Regions from separate parts of the Mus musculus genome. Here region 2 is linked to region 1. Evidence: chromatin contacts called from public promoter capture Hi-C data. All regions are on one chromosome and are shown on one strand. Each heading gives the region's core, a stretch centred on a gene start, on an enhancer-like site or on the middle of the called end of the contact. The rest is flanking DNA. Distances are from core to core; before and after follow the strand shown.

The links. Promoter capture Hi-C pulls out the DNA fragments that hold promoters and counts their contacts.
Region 2: a contact with region 1 is called in a promoter capture Hi-C map of embryonic stem cells, with 3 times the contacts expected there. The contact joins two enhancer-like sites. A contact is called at or near these places in 7 of 39 promoter capture datasets (the HPC-7 cell line, cranial neural crest, embryonic stem cells and 3 more) and 1 of 9 other capture datasets (embryonic stem cells).

Annotation. Positions count from the first base shown.
Region 1 is chr11:50,715,074-50,720,360 of GRCm38.p6, forward strand. All of the region lies in intron 3 of Adamts2 (a disintegrin-like and metallopeptidase (reprolysin type) with thrombospondin type 1 motif, 2), which reads left to right. Among named protein-coding and RNA genes, the nearest start is that of Gm39819, 20 kb to the left of the region's middle. Within about 2 kb of position 2,493, at least 30 of the 459 cell types and tissues checked have an H3K27ac peak or open chromatin away from gene starts, as enhancers often do.
Region 2 is chr11:51,530,437-51,535,723 of GRCm38.p6, forward strand. All of the region lies in intron 5 of Col23a1 (collagen, type XXIII, alpha 1), which reads left to right. Among named protein-coding and RNA genes, the nearest start is that of Phykpl, 52 kb to the right of the region's middle. Within about 2 kb of position 2,920, at least 9 of the 459 cell types and tissues checked have an H3K27ac peak or open chromatin away from gene starts, as enhancers often do.

The DNA of each region.
Region 1 (5,287 bases), core at 1,243-3,742:
CTATCGGGTGCCTGGGTTTAGGGCATCTCCAGGTCCCAGACTTTGCTGTTTGGTCAAAAGAGATATCAGAGAGTCACAAAGCAAAGGCTGTTCCCTCTGAGCTGAGGGTCTTCAGTGATGCCGTTTCACTCACACTCAGGCTGATCACTGGACCATGGGAGAAGGGGAAGGAGACAGAGGTATGGCCCTGGCCTGGGGATGCTCTGGGCTGTGGGGAGCACCCCTCCCCTTATGTGCTTTCTGGGAGGGTGGAGACCTGGCTGGTGTCTAGACAGGTTGCTGAGTGAATGGATCGATACCAGCTCTCTGGTCACCTGGCACGAGGCTGCTTGAAGTTGCTTTGACGATCTTTTCTTCTTCACCCTGTCGGCAGCTTCACATCCGGGTGCCCTCCCTGCATCACACAGGCCCCACCCCCACCCCCGGGGTTTCAGACTTTCATCCTGTTCCTGAGCAGAGAATGCCCACAAAAGCCTTAGGATCTGCAGGCCTCCAAACAGCCTCCTCTTCCTCCCACAGGGCCCCAGTGAGCTTCCCAGGCACAGGAAAGGGTTTCCTGGAGCCACCAGCCACACCAGGAGCCCTCTCCCTCTGCATCCCACAGAGCTCTGTCTGTTAGCTCTGTGGGTTCATCTATCGCTTGCACATGAGCTGTCTCCTCCCCATCCAGTTAGAGCCGGGGCTGTTCTGAAGGACACCACATCCCCTCACATCTGCAGCCTGCTTAGAATCTCTGGTCTCTCCCCATCAGTCTCTCTCCACATTCTGAAAGCCTCCTTGCCAGAACGTGGCCATTCTTTGGCCTTCCCTTCTGCCTTCTATGGTCAGTCTCACCGTCCTCACCACCTAGGGTTGCCCAGAGCTTTTATTCTTTTGGGGCCTACATTACAGATTCCTTTTTCCTCAGCCAGGCTGACCTGGGGAAGGTTAGAAAGAGAGCACCTTAGCCCTCATCTTGCCTCTATCTGAGCCACTCCCCAATAGGGTACCAGTCTCTATCCTGGGGTCTGATAAAACATTCTTGAGACAAATTCGAGTCATCATGGCCCAGGAACATGGAGCTAGGTCACCCCACTTTCCATGGTCCAACATGGGAGCAGTTTTTGTAGCAACAGAACAATAAAAGTTATAAATCAAGGCATTTTAAAATACACTGGTGGTGGACAGTACTGGGGGGGGGTGAGGAATCTCTACTATAGCATCTTTAGCGCTTCTGTTAGCAAATGGTGTTTTGTGAAGTTAATGTGTTCCAAGGGTTTTTATCTGTCTATCAGGATGTTAGGTTTGACACAAAGGTGGGCAAGGAATGTCTTTTTAAAGGGCTAAAGATAGCCAGCGAGAAATTACAACTGCACTACCAGATCAGCAATGGTCCAAACTCTTCACAGACATTGGCATTTTATTAGTCAATGTATGAAGACAGCTTCCTTTCAGGGATTCTTAATTTTGTGGCTGACTCACTCTGCGGTCCTACAATATCTGAGAGAATACGGTCTGATCCACACTGGCCTACTGGTGTCCCTGTCCCATTTAAATTTCAGGCCAGTGTTTAAAATTAGAGACAGAGGGCCAGGGCGCTGGCTTGGTGGGTAAGGTGTCTGCCTCTGAGGATATGAGTTCATATCTCTAGATCCGCATAAAGTCTAGGTGCAGTGACTCCTGCCTGTAACCCCATCCTGGGATTGGGGGTGAGTGACTGAGACAGGAGAATCCTGGGGGCTTCTTGGAAACCAACCTGGCTAAATAGGGAGCTCTGTGTTCAGTGAGAGACCCTGCCTCAGAAACTAGGGTGAGGAGGAGCAATAAAGGAAGACACCTGCCATGGGCAAGCACACCTGTATACACACAGGGGCATACATAAACATACAGAAACACATGTGCAAGCATGCAGGTGCACACACCTCGGCAAAATACATTTTTAAAAATTCATAGGTATTTGGTGGGTATGGTGACTCAAACCTGTAATCCCAGTTGAGAGCTAGAGACAAGTTCCAATTTTGATTACACAGGAATTCAAGGCCAGCCAGCACTACATGAAACTTGGACCGGGAGGGGGGAGGAGGGAGAGAAAGAGAGAGAGAGAGAGAGAGAGACTAGCACAAAACCAGGCTCTCAACCTCCTTGCACATTAAGAAGGCCCAGCATCAGGGATGGCTTCCTGTCAGTCACTGCTATCCCGGTTGGCTGGAGGCAGCCTGCCCCAGAGCACATACACACTCATATCCCCTTGCCCAGAGGCCACGCTCCCACTTGGCTTTTCCTATGGGAGCAAAATATTTTCCAGGAACAAAAAAACAAAAGATAAGCCAAGAGGAGTGCCTGTCTTAAGGCAGAGAAGAGAGTGTATTTCTTCCTGGAAATGCAGAGGGTAGGCTTAGGATGTAAACAGTGCGTCTGGCTCAGTGAGAGACTTTTAGAAGTATACTCACTCTCTTGCTTCTGCAGACAGAGTCCCAGCAGCTGGCTCCGCAGGGACTCCAGTGGTCTGGGAGGCCTGAGTGAGAGCTGCATTTGACTTGGGGCCTGGAGCCAAAGACGGGTGGCCCCTGTGTGACTATCAGTGTGTCAGGAGCCATGGCAACCACTCTCAGTGACAACAGACACCCACTGTACGGCCACAGTGAGCCACAGAGCCCACCCTATCTTGCTAAGCCTCATGGCCACCTCTTCTGCAAAGGCTGATCAGGGAAGAGACACACATTTCTTTCCGATGTGCGCAACTGGCTGCTCTTTCAAGAGAGAGGAACGCCCACAGATGCTTCCATTCCCACAGCCTCGTTCCGCCCTCTCCAGCCTCTGCTCAGGCGCAGCGTTTGGATAACCGTAGTTTTCCATCGAACCAACAGATCTTGGCGGCTCAGTTTCTTCATTTCTCACCAAATTCCATGTAGTTGCCTGGAAACCTGGAGAAGGGTCAGAGGTTGCTTAAGTTCTCCAGGAACTCACCTTAGGGAGCATGAGTGGGAGCGTGCGCGCGCACATGTGTGTGTGTGTGTGTATGCACGCGCAAGTGTGTATGTACATGTGTGGGCTAGAATGAGTGTGTTATTGTGTATGTCCATGTGTGATAGTATGTATAGTCAATGAATGTTTGGATGTGTATATGTGTGAGGACGGCCGTGTCATGTTTGTGGCTGTGGAGGTATGGCTGATTCTCTGTGAGTGGGTGTATGAAACTGCAATCAGCGTAGCAATTGCATGTGGGCGTGAGTGTGGGGTGATGTGTAGTGGTCACATGACTGTGACCGGAAGACTGTGATACTGCACAGGGTCTGTAGCAGAAGTCACAGCAATACGTGGAAAGTGAGCAAAGAGAGATAAGACAGAAGTGGAGGTTTGGGGATGCTATGGTGGCTTGTCTTAGAACCAGAAGCAGGTAGATAGGAACTGCCCTAAACATAAGGTCCATCCTGGAAGGAACAGGGTTCCTGCACAGCAAGTGGCGGCTAAGTCTTGGGCTCTGGGGTGGATGCTCCCTGCTCCAGGGTGGATTTAGGGGACAGCATGTGTGGAGGACAGGGACTGCTGCTGAGTCCTGTAAGGTCTCTTGTGTTTTAGTGAAGGTCAGAGCAGGCACCCTGCCTTGTGCCCCCTCCCCCACTCCCATCCCATGCCCAGACCTCTTTACTCACCGGCATCATCTCCCACTGACCTGGCCTGCTGCTCCCTGGCACGGCCACATCTGCTTTTAAGCAGAAAAAGGAAATGAATGATCGTGATTTGGGGAGACCTTGCCTAACTGCGCCTGTCCTCTGCAGCCTTGGGCTGGAGAAGTGGGCTTGGTAATCTTCAGCTAGAGAGGTGACTGCTCTCTCCACCCCTTGCCCCTGACTCTCAGGGCAGGGCTAGGATCTGAATTTGCAGCACGAATGCCCCCCTGGACCTCCCACTCCCTCCCTGTTTGTTAGGAAAAGCCCTCCCAGGCTGCCGGACTGATCAGATTCGCTGGACTCAGCTCTGGCTCCAATTTCTGATTTCCTTCCCTCTCTAAACAGGAGTATCAAATTAAGCTTGGTCAAGACTGTGAGCTGACAGCAGGCTCAGTGCCGCCAGCATCACAGCTGCGCCTCCAGGGTCTGCGGGAGTAGTAGAGCCCCTATTCACCTCCTCCACCACTGCCCTGGTCTTTCTCAGGTAGGAGGCAGCATTAAAGAAGGGCTGGTGGGACCCACAATGGTGTGGAAAAGCCACCACCCTTGGGGGCCTAGGTACCAAATATGCACAGGAAGACAAATGGGGTGGATTCAGAACCTAGGGGACTGAATGACTCTGGGGAAGGTCTTGAGATGTACCTCAGGGGCCTCAAGAGCTAGCAGCCTGTCTGCACTTGAAACTCACCTGTGGGAGGAGGCAGGCCCTGGGGAGGATGCACAAAGCCAGGCTCAAATGTCTGCTGCCTCTGGAAGATAGGGGAGAGGCCAAACAGACAGAAAGAAGGACCTTGCTTGGTCCCACATGGAGCTTGCACCAAGACATAGTTTGGAAAGAGACTGTCAGTGCCTGGCACTTTCTGGGAGAGAGGGTGGGATGCTACCGGCTTACAGTCTTAGTGTCTTGGCTGAGCAGGATGTAGGAAGGGGCCAGGAGAATGGCAAGCTGCCCGTGGTCTCTATGTGGGGCTCCTCAGGACAGACCCAAGGAACCTGACTGCTGCCCACACTGCCACCCATCCCCCATCAACCCGGAAGGCACTGGGGCCAGGGAGGGGTCTATGTGTCTCCTAGACTGTCAATCAAGAGGGTATATCCATCTGGCAGGGATGCTCTGTTCTTGTCCTCAGCTTGGGGGAGAGGAGAAAGGATGCTACCTAATCCTTCCATGGGCAGGTCAGGGACGGAGAGGGACATGAGGAATAGTGAATAGCTGATCGCTCTCCCCCTCCAGAAATCCTAACATGCCTCAGGCTTGCCTAGTGCGAGACCTTTGGGATTTCCCAGTATGTCTTAGTTAGGGTTTCATTGATATGAAAAAACACCAAGACCACAGCATTTAACTGAGGCTGGCTTACAGTTTCAGAGGTTTAGTTTATTATCATCATGGCAAGAAGCACGGCAGTGTCCAGTCAGACATGGTGCTAGAGGAGCTGAAAGTTCTACATCTTAATCCACAGAGGGCAAAGCTTAAGTAAGTATAGGAGACTTCAAAGCCCACCCCCACAGTGACACACTTCTTCCAACAAGGCCACACCTCCTAATAGTGACATAAATGCCTATGGGCCAAGCATTTAAACACATGAATCTGTGGGGGCCATTCCTAATCAAACAATCACACAATGTTGACGGACGGA
Region 2 (5,287 bases), core at 1,670-4,169, 820 kb after region 1:
GAGACACTGGGGTAGGAAGCCCCACCCCCAAGTGTCCCTAAACCTCAGGCTCCTTGCAGTCAGTGGAGATGTCAGAAGTCCTTTTCCTCAGGGACCGGGTTCCAGTGAATGGAGATGCACAGGGAGCACTGGGAACACCGGTGACATACCGGTCACAGCCAACCAATGTCATCTGAGGGGACCATCAGGGATTGTGGGGGTCAAATGTAGAATAGAGACAGATGTCTAGCTCCGAGCTTGGCCCACAGGGGGATCTATGAGTTCCGGGATGGGGGCAGGAATAAGGATGCACGTGACAGGAGCTCCAGAGTCCCTGTATCCTAATGTCTCTAGGAAGGAGATCAGTGAAGGCCCAGCAGGCCAACTGTCCCCACTTCCCGTTTGCAAGCCTTGAAACAGTTCCTCAGGTCACTGAGGTAAGCTGTGTCCAGTGAGGGGACAGATGGGGATTGTAGCCCTTGGTCGCCTTCTGCCAGCTGGTGTATGGACCTGTGTCTATCTTTCAGTACCTGAGCCATATGAGGAGGGGGGGTCCCTGCTGCGAGAGCGAAAGCAGTCCAAGCCAGGAAGAGGCTGGGCTGTGCAGGCTACTTGTCCCTGTAGGATCTGAGTTAAACTCTAATTTCTTGGCTTATGGGAAGCAAGCACTTCAGGCAGGCCCTCAGCCTACTGTCAGTTACCCATGGCTCCCATGGGGTCCGCACGACTGCCCGGTGCTATGCTTTATTCATATGTGTTGGAAGAGACCACTAACACGCAAGCTTCTTTATGACTATGAGCAATTACAGATTTACAGATAATTTTTGTGTGGTGCTGGGGAGTTGAACCCAGGGCTTCATGCATAATAGGTAACTGCTGTATCACTGAGCCACAGCCCAATCCCAACGTAGAGCTCATGTGTGCACACACATCTGCACAGGCACACTCACCCTGCATAGAGTAGAAGCCAGAGAGGGACAGATTTCAATTGTCTTCCCCTTTTAATTCTATCTGCCCCGCCACAACCATCACCACCAAAAAGAAAGAGAAAGAGGGAGGGAGGGAGGGAGGGAGGGAGGGAGGGAGGGAGGGAGGGAGGGAGGGAAAGAAGGAAGGAAAGAAGAAAGGAAGGAAGGAAGGAAGGAAGGAAGGAAGGAAGGAAAGGAAAGGAAAGGAAGAGAGAGAAAGAAAGAGGAGGAGGAGGAAGAGGGAGAGAAAGAGAGAGAAAGAGAAAGAGACAGGAAGAAAGAAACATATTTTTTGAAGCAGGGTCTCTCACTGAAACTAGAGCTCATCATTTTGGCTGGATTGTCCGGCCAGGAAACTCCAGGTATCTGTTTGTCCCTTCCCCCACCCTCTGGGCGCCCAGTGCTGACATTGTAAGTCCATGCCACCGTGTCTGGCTTTTACTTGGGTGCTGGAGACCCCAATTCAGGTCTTCATGCTTGCCCAGCAAGTACTTTGCCTACTGAGCCATCTTTGAAGCCTCCAAGATAAAACTTTCATGATGAGGATAGAGCTCAGTGGGTGGACTGCTCACATAGCATGCATACATCTTGGGGCCCCTCACACCCCACAAACCTGGAGCACTGGTCTACAGCTGTAATACCAACACTTGGGAAGTAGAGGCAGGAGGGTTCGGAGTTCAAAGTCATCTTTAGCTACATATTGAGGCTGAGGTCAGCCTGGGCTACATGAAACCCCATCTCAAAAACAAATAAAAAATGTTCTAAAGCAATGGCTCAGCAGTTAAGAGCACTTGTTCTTCTGGCGGCCCAGGTTTGGTTCCCCGTGTGTCCATGGTGGCTTGTGATCATGTAACGCCAGTTCCAGAGGCTCCATTCTCCACTTCTGACCTCCACGGGCATCAGGCACCCACACATACAAACACACAAAACTCTCATATACTTAAAATAAATGTCAAAAAATGATTTAGATACATAATTGTTTTTTAGAATGGAAGGAAGGACCAGAAAGATAGCTCAGTGGGTAAAGGCACTTTCCATGCAAACCTGACTCCTGGAATTCTATGTAAAAGGTGGAATGAGAGAGCCGACCCCACAAAGCTGGAGTACACACCATATACACACCGTGGTGTGCACGCCTGCACACATATACATATGGACAGTCACGATAGATAGATAGATAGATAGATAGATAGATAGATAGATAGATAGATAGATGATGGATGGATAGATAGATGATTGATAGATAGATAGATAGATAGATAGATAGATGATAGATGGATGGATAGATAGATGATAGATAGGTAGATAGGTAGGTAGATAGATAGATAGATAGGTGATAGATAGATGGATAGATAGATGATAGATAGATAGATAGATAGATAGATAGATAGATAGATAGATAGATAGAGATGATAGATGGATGGATAGATAGATGATAGATAGATAGATAGATAGATAGATAGATAGATAGATAGATAGATGATAGATGGATGGATAGATGATAGATAGATAGATAGATAGATAGATAGATAGATAGATAATAGATGGATAGATAGATAGATAATAGATGGATGGATGGATAGATAGATAGATAGATAGATGATAGATGGATGGATAGATAGATAGATGATAGATAGATAGATAGATAGATAGATAGATAGATAGATAGATAGATAGATAGGATGGTGTAATAAGAAATGTAATGAAGAAATAAATGAGGAAACCCTTCTAATCTGCTCAGCGTACAGCCAAGCATTTGGACAGAAACCCAGCGTTGAGACCGATCGGTTTTAGGAACAGCTGTTTCGCTGCTGCAGCTTAGTGTTGGTGTTTCTGTTTGAGGGAATCTTAGAAGCAGTGTTTACTTTGTTGGCAAACTCCAGGGTCGGGGTGGGGTAGGGGAGCGATTTTCTTTTTCCCATTGAACCAGGCTCTCAGCAGTTCCTAGGGGAAGAAAGAACAGGCAAGCTGGAGCGAAGGGCTGTGCTGGGATCCCCGGCCTGTGCTGTCTGCGTTCACTCCGCCTCTCCCTGCCCCCACACCCCTAGATGAAATGAAGTCCACATGTGCGGCCCATGGAGTGGCTAAGGGACAGGGGCAACAGGGGCCACCCACATCTGTGAGGCAGGTTATGTATGGACTCAAGGGGGTCAGAGCTGACGGGGCTCTGGGGTCACTGTCTCCATGCCCTTCCTGAACAGAGGCTGTCTGTCCTTCATGCCCCCAAGGGCTTGTTAATAGGACCTTACTGTTGCAATAAATGCATGGTCGTGTCTATTGTAAAACATTAGGAAAGTAGAAAAAGGCAACCAAAGGGGGAAAAGCAATCCTCCTCCTACCATCCACAGACAATAGCTCACTATTTTCATGTTCTTTTAACATTTTTATACGCAGCTTTGTTCGCATACTTCCACTATAAAAAAAAAAACCAAGCCTCTAGGAACACACTTCTCTCTCTCACTTGAAATATCATGAGACACTCCCACATCATTAAAAACTGTTACAAGATGTAATGGCTACATAGTATCTGATCACATGTATCATTTTATATAGCCAGTCTCTAAGTTATGCCATTTATATGGACAATTTTTCATCCTTACACTCAACATCCTGGGAGTAAGTAAAGGCTTATTTCTGTGATTATCTCCATACAATAAATGTCTATAAGTTGGATTGTTGCACCAAAGGGTTTGCACATGTTGAAGGCTTTTGATGTGCGTTGCCAAATTGCCCTCTGGGAGGCCGCTCTCATTTACATTCCCACCAACAGAGCACGAATGCGGCATGTTTCTCCAACTCTGTCCAACTGTGGGTATTATCATACTTTTAATTTATTTCAATATGATAAGTTTTAAATATATATCTATATGTATGTGTCTTGTTTCAATTTAGGGTGTATTTTCATTACAAGTTCTCTTTTTTGTTGCTTTTTGTTTTGTTTTTCAAGACAGGATTTCACTGTATAGCCCTGGCTGTCCTGAAACTCACACTGTAGACCAAATTAGTCTCGAACTCATAGAAGTCTTCCTGCCTCTACCTCCCTAATGTGGGAATTAAAGGCCTGGCTAGAAGTCTCAAGAAACCTGACCTGTTTGTTAAAGTTTGTGTTTGCCTGGCACCTAGTGGTGAAATTTGGAATTGCAAGTATAGAGTTTGGACCTGATTGGGGCAAAGAAACAAGTAATCATCTCGTACTCACTGATCAATCAGCAGAGAGGGTGTTCTGAGCACTGAACTTTGTGAATCAACAATGCAGGATGCAAAGGACCCACAGGCAAGGTATTTCAGAATTTAGGGGAATTGATCAGCTTGTATGTGTCAAAATGTTTCAGCATCTCATAAATAGGCTTGATATCATGCCTTGTGCTCCACACAGGGAAGGCACAAAGGCAAATCAGACCCGGTCACGGTCTTAAACAGCTGGGGATGGGAGAGAGAGACCATCTGGACACAGTGGAGTCGTCCTGAAAGTGTCTCACACATCCCTTTTTTCATCTTGAAGATGTGCCAAGCTTCTAAAGTGACAATGACTTGTCTGTCACTCAGGGCTTAATCTCATCTCCACTTCTCACCCTTTACACAAAAACACAAGACTAGGCCTTCTTTGCTTTTCTTCTTTAGACTTCTCACGTTCTTCACCCTCAGTGTGGAGCTTCCATGGCTCTCTGGCTTCCTACCTGCCTTTGGGAGGGCGTGTAAAGGGTCCTTGAATACAGGGAATGTACCAGGAAGATAACAAAGGAGGGTGCGGTGAGGGTGCTGGAGGGGGGTCCATAGGTCGGTCTGTGATTTGGAGCTAATATTCAAGAAGGACGGAATGACCTTTGAACTGAGACTTCTGTGACAAGATGCAGAGATCTGAGGGGCAGGTGAGTACTCTCCGCAGAGGAAAACAGATGAGGGTACAGGTCATGGAGTTTAGAGCAAGCTTCGTATGTCAAGAGCCATCTGAGGCAAGGATGGGAAGAAGGAGAAGGCAAGTGACAGAGATAGGGTGAAAGGAGGAAAGGTGTCGGGGGACTGGAGAGATAGTCCAGCAGTAATGGCTGCTTTTGCAAAGGACCTGGATTAAGTTCCCAGTATAAGACGGCTCACAACCCCCTATAACTCCAGTGTTAGGGCATCTTCTGGCTTCCATGGGCTCATAACATGGTGCACATAAACTCATACAGGTGCACACATGCACATAAGTAAAAAATAAATCTTAAAAAGGAGGAGGAGTGTGGTGATCGCATCCAGGGGCTACATGATGTAGGCCCTTGTAGACTGGCAGTGGGGAACAAAGATTCCCCAAGCCCCATGCTGCCCGAACCCTCACAGTGCACCCTCTAAGCCATCAG